Regions from separate parts of the Mus musculus genome. Here region 1 is linked to region 2. The links are chromatin contacts, called in public Hi-C maps. All regions are on one chromosome and are shown on one strand. The core of a region is the stretch at or near the end of the contact, and the rest is flanking DNA. Distances in the headings are between cores, read along the strand shown.

Region 1 (2,706 bases), core at 171-2,670, 170 kb before region 2:
CTTGAATGGTGGGATCAAAGGTGTGTACTACCACTCCTGGCACTCTAGATTATTTTAAAAACACTCTCTTCCTCCATGCTCCTTGCAGAAGCATTGGGGGGGGGGGGGATTTTTCTCTGATAGTTACCATATGCAAGCCAGGATTCTGGGGGCCCCTGCTGGGTGACTAAAGTCCTCTGTAAAATTGGGTAGGTAGGGAGTGGGGGTGGGTGGATGTGGAAGGATTTGGGGATCAAATCCACAATCAAAATACCATTAGACAAAATTCTCAGTGGACTAATAAAAATAAAAGAAGCAGTGATGTAGAAAACTTTGAAACACACATACACACACACAGAGACCCAAAGACAGAGACAGAAACAGAGAGGGAGTAGCCTAAAAATGGTTAAATTACTTACCCAAAGTCACCATGCATAGGTACGGTAGTGAAACACTGCGGTCCAGATCTCTTGCCCTGTTCTCTTTCTACTGAACCTTTCCACCTTTGATGTCCAAAGTGTCCTAGTAGTCTAATTTGAAAGGATTTAAAGCCCAAGATTTACTGTATACAAATGTGTTAGTTTCACATGATTTACACACTGCATTCTAAGATGCCTTCTCCCATCCAAACCTCACCCCAGATTCACCAAGAGAGGGAAGTTTTGTTTTGTTTTCTCCATTTCTCCTGAAGGGCAGGCTCCAACTCACTCCAGCCACAGGCATCTGTAAGAGCTATGAGCCTTGTTTTCAGCTCATAGCCTTTTGGGAAATTCAGCTTCAGCATGCTGGGTTTGTCTTCCGGGTCCACTCAGTCTCCTGCAGCTCTGTGCCCATGGGCTTTTGTGCTGTGATGGACGGGACTGAGAGGATTCCAAGTTCTTCCTCTCTTATTGCCACAGGTGCACAAACAAAACTCTCATCCCATGGGCTTAAGGGTCATCTGGGGTGACAGGCCCACATCCCTCCCCAACGCTCCCAACTCAAGAGTCACACTTTGTAACCGCCTTCCCAAAGTGAGAAGCAGAGGCAAAAACTCTATGGCAAATTAAATTCAGGAATGGCAGCAGAAAGTGAACAAGATATTTTTTATAGACAAGTTTTTGTCAGCTTGGGGCATGGCTAACAAACAATGGGGATTGCTCAAGATGCTTTCAACAGGTCCAACTCGGGACACAGAAATTTAACAAAGAAGTTGATGTTGCAAGGCAAAAGCAGTGGAAAGATGTCCCACACTGTTTAAATCAGATGCCCTGACGAGCACTAGATATCTCCAATACCATTTGTTGAGCCCCTAAAAGACAATGCTGCTAACAACCGTGGGATGGGTCACCAGCCCAGGCCTGTAGCAGAATGTCATGCACAGGCTACGTTGACCTAATTGAGCTGAAATTCAAAAGCTGCATGTTGATCCCTAAGCAAGTACATTGCTGGCCCTTCTGAGTCGACCTTCAGTTAACAAAGATACACATGGGGACTAATGCACACGCCTTCGTTTGTTTAAGTTCACTCAAGCGATAGCATTTTAAAAGTTGGCTGTGAACAATGGCCATTTAGTGGTTCCTGATCAGCTACATGACCCAAGAGCTAGTTTCTGAAACCCTCTTCTGTGTCATTCATTCTTTCTATCCATTCAAGCAGACTGGACTTGGCTGGAACCCCTGGGGCTCTTTGGGGTGAAAACCTGCAGGTGGATGGAAGAAATGAGGGAGATAGGAATACATTTGTCCTTAAGTGTCATCTCTTTTAATACAGAGAAAGATGTTTGAAACCCAAAGTCTATGGGGTAAAGAAAGAATCTGTTCAGAGAGATTTTATACTTACTAATTTCAAAGCATCAATGGTGATATATTATGTTTGTCCTCATGAAAACTCTAAGATCTATCACTATCCTAAATGTTAACTTTGGAAAAAATACTTTTACATATAAGGAATTCATTGTTGATAGTTGTCGCAATTCAGTGTCATTTTTCATATTGGTTTTCCATTTATCATTCTCTTTCTTTAATAAATTTTGAATATCTGTATAAACAGTAAGATCTCCAAACTTCAAGTCAATGTATATGTATGTATGACATTTGTTGTTTTCAAATATCATCATTTCACACACAAATGCTATGAAAGTAGCCTGTCCTGTTTGCCACTGATTAGCTTTCCCTGGGGTGTTTGACATAACCTTGGAACAGGGATTATTGCCGTTTTAAATTGGGGATTCTAGTAGAACCAACTAAATCTAAAAGCCAGATGCAGCAACTTTTTGACCAGAAAATGTTTTGGTCACATGGTCAGTGTATTGACATCTGGTTGTTATTTGGGAAATTGGGAACCTGCCACATTCCTGTTCTGAGTTCAGAAATAAACTGAAATGACAAAAGTCTCATTGTACCCAATATACGTGCAGAAATGAAAACATCTACCAGTTGCCTATACATTTAATCTGGCTCCCAGTATTGTTCTGCACAAGGACACACGCTGTCAAACATTAAACGACGAGATGTCAAATAGACCATGTCTGTTGTCTCTAATGATGCTGTTTTCATTCAACATAGTCCCCACAGTCTAGGTTTCTATTCATCTTTTTTTTCCAACTGTGTACAGGTACTAATTAGCTTCAATTTATGGTCACCATTAAGCTGAGAGCCAAGTTCCATTTCTTTTGTCCCTTTTAAACTTCTCATCAGAAGTTAATCAGCTGGCCATGGTAGCACACACCAATCAGCCTAGCACGCA
Region 2 (2,852 bases), core at 305-2,804:
CGCTTCTGACAATCGCCTGCTGTGTGCCCAAGGCCACTCAGGTTCTCAGCTCAAATGGTAGAAGCACCATTTTGAAAATCCATTGGTTTTCCAGGGTATCTGGTTATATTTAGATAGTCATTTTTTCTGCTGAGTATGTCCTGACAATCCCTTATGGCCCATGGTTCTTTAAGTTATCACTTGCTAGGCTGTACTGAGGACTCTGAGCCAGATTTAGTGGTACCCTGTAAACCCCATTGTTTGGGGGGATTGAGGCAGGAGAATCACAAGTTTAAGACCTGCCTGGGCTACACTAAGCGAGTTTGAGACCCAGTTTGAAAATAAATAGATAAGGAAGTAAAGGGATGGTAACTGACATCAGTTTAGTGGTTATCTTAGGGTTTCTGTTGCTATGCTAAAACCCTATGACCAATAGCAACTTGGTGATGAAAGAATTTATTCCAGGGACCAGGGATTTATTAGGGCAAGAACTCAAGGCCGGAACCTGGAGGCAGGAGCTGATGTGTAGGCAGTAGAGGGGTGCTGCTTACTGGCTTGCTTTTCATGGCCTTCTCAACCTGCTTTCTTATAGCACCCAGGACCACCAGCCCAAGGGAGGAACCACCCACAGTGAGCTAGGTCCTCTCTTAGCAATCACCAAACAAAAAAGATGTACCACAGGCTTGCCCACAGGCTAATCTGGTGGGGACATTTTCTTAACTGAGGTCCCTTCTTTCAAAACTGGCTAATTGCAATAAAACTAGCCAGCATGGTGGTGGAGTGCTTGCCTGATATGCAGGAAGCTCTGGGCTTAATCCTAGTACCACAGAAAACAAGAAAAAAAAATGGAGGCTCTGGGTACGTATAAGCCATTCTTGGGTCAAGTTGCCTGTGGGTGGGGGCAGCTTTGAGTTCCTGTGGATGAATCAGCCACTGACGCCTGACACTGGACCCAGCCGCAGAGGGTAGGAAACAGCGTTGCGCACCATTACAGCTTCTGTTCTTTCTTTCAGAAATTTCCAGACTCTTCATTCTTTCTCATTTTTAGATTTTGCGTGGTTTAAAAGTCTTTCTAGATGAACGGAGAAACGCACACAGTTGACTATGTCCTGAAATGGGGGGAAAAGAGAAACTTGGAGTTCCAGGTTAGGAGTCTCAGGAGCTGTGACCCTGGTTTGGGGTTTATGGGGTCTTGGCTGTGATTGAGAGTGACCCACCTGCATGTGTTCTGCTGGTGTCTGGTGGTCCAGGGTGGGTAGCAGAGCCTCAGTTTTATCAGCAGCAGAGATGGAAGATTTCAACACTTAGTATATTAAGGTGTCTGCCAAGAATTAGAGCAGTTGGCTTCCTGTGTCTCCTCTGAAGGAGTAGTGCTGGTCAGAAGCCCTGCAAGATGAGAACGTTTGCCCCTGGGACCCTTCTCTGCTGTTAAGTCAAGGGTTGTCTTCTAGACCCTCTGGGTCACACCTCTCCTAACATGAGGATCAGCCGAATTACAGGCTCAATTTCAGGCAGAGCTGAGCTTGCATCTGATGACAGCAAAGACCTCCATGTGTCTTTCATTATCCTGTTGCCCTGGGAGATGCTGTTTAAGTTGGCAAATGTCCTTACTGAAAGCAAAGCTTGTCACTGGTGAGATTACTAATCCCCCTTCCCCTAGCCCCCCCCCCCACACTCCCACCCCAAAGGATCAAATGCCAAGGAAAGGAGGGAACTGTATAGCTTTGAAAAGTGTGGCGAAGCCATCAAGTTCACCAGGAATAGTAGGGGTAAGATGTGGTTTCAGTTTGTTTACTAGGTTCAAGATGACAATATCTCAATAACAAACTTCAGAGGGGTGTGTATACATGTGTGTGTGTGTGGGGGGGGGTGTGGTGTTGTGTGGTGTGTGTGTGCGTGTGTGTATGTGTGTGCTTTCCTGCTGGCATTCAGGTGTGTGTGTGTATGTGTGTGTGTGGTGTGCTGTGGTGTGTGTGTGCGTGTGTGTATGTGTGTGTGCTTTCCTGCTTGCATTCAGGTGTGTGTGTGTGATGTGTGTGCCTGTGTGTATGTGTGTGCTTTCCTGCTTGTATTCAGATGTGTGTGTATGTGTGTGTGCTGCCTGCTTGCATACAGATTTTTGCATGTGTGTGGCATGTGCTGCCTGAATTTCAAACTCCTAGAAATCATTTAGAAGCTCTAGCTTGTTTTGGTCTTCAGTTCCAGACTTATTGATAGTAAATTTCAAGAAACTTAACAAAAAAATCAGACTGAGCTTTGTGATTTCTAGGTCAGAGGTACCCAGTCTTTCTTTGCAGAGAAGAACCATTTTATTTTACTTTATTTTTTATTTTATTTTTACTTTTTAACCTTCCTCTGTGGCCTTGGGGCCAGGCCGGTTGGAGAAAAGACTAACTCCTTCGTTCACAGAGCAGCTTCAGTAGATACAACCTCACTGCCATCCAGTGGCGGTTGGCTCCACAACACAGGAGCTGACGACTAGACCCACTCTTTCTCCCAAGCCTTTTTTTTTTTTGTTTGCCTCTGCTGCTCAGTTTTCTATTTTTTTCCTCCTCCCAATATGGTACCTGCACTATTTCCTGCCTCCCCAGTGGTAGGAATCGAACCCAGAACCTGCCCGTGCTTGATGATCCCCGCCACCTAGAACTTCTCAGCCCCTGCAAGCAGTATTTGATAAGAAAATTTGACTCGGGCTTAAGGAACTGAGAGCAATTGAATCTATTTACCTTGCCCCATATTCCTAACAGTAGTTCTTGCTATCTGGCTCCCTACCCTACTCCCCCAACTAGGCATAAAGTCTGTATTTTCTCCTTGACTGTTTCTGTTGCTTTGGCCGAAGGATTAATGCTCAGCGGGTGCATCTGCTCGCCACA

The links. A called contact is a pair of places that touch in the nucleus more often than the background predicts.
Region 1: a contact with region 2 is called in a Hi-C map of uterus, with 3 times the contacts expected there. The contact joins two enhancer-like sites. A contact is called at or near these places in 8 of 484 Hi-C or Micro-C datasets (adipose-derived mesenchymal stem cells, bone marrow-derived dendritic cells, bone marrow-derived macrophages and 5 more), 1 of 115 datasets of contacts at active chromatin or transcription factors (bone marrow-derived macrophages) and 1 of 9 other capture datasets (bone marrow-derived macrophages).

The regions. Positions count from the first base shown.
Region 1 is chr13:101,894,070-101,896,775 of GRCm38.p6, reverse strand. No RefSeq gene overlaps it. Among named protein-coding and RNA genes, the nearest start is that of Gm41044, 120 kb to the left of the region's middle. Within about 2 kb of position 1,420, at least 2 of the 459 cell types and tissues checked have an H3K27ac peak or open chromatin away from gene starts, as enhancers often do. A contact at or near this core is called in uterus, where this site is marked.
Region 2 is chr13:101,728,588-101,731,439 of GRCm38.p6, reverse strand. All of the region lies in intron 2 of Pik3r1 (phosphoinositide-3-kinase regulatory subunit 1), which reads left to right. Among named protein-coding and RNA genes, the nearest start is that of Pik3r1, 38 kb to the left of the region's middle. Within about 2 kb of position 1,554, at least 59 of the 459 cell types and tissues checked have an H3K27ac peak or open chromatin away from gene starts, as enhancers often do. A contact at or near this core is called in uterus, where this site is marked.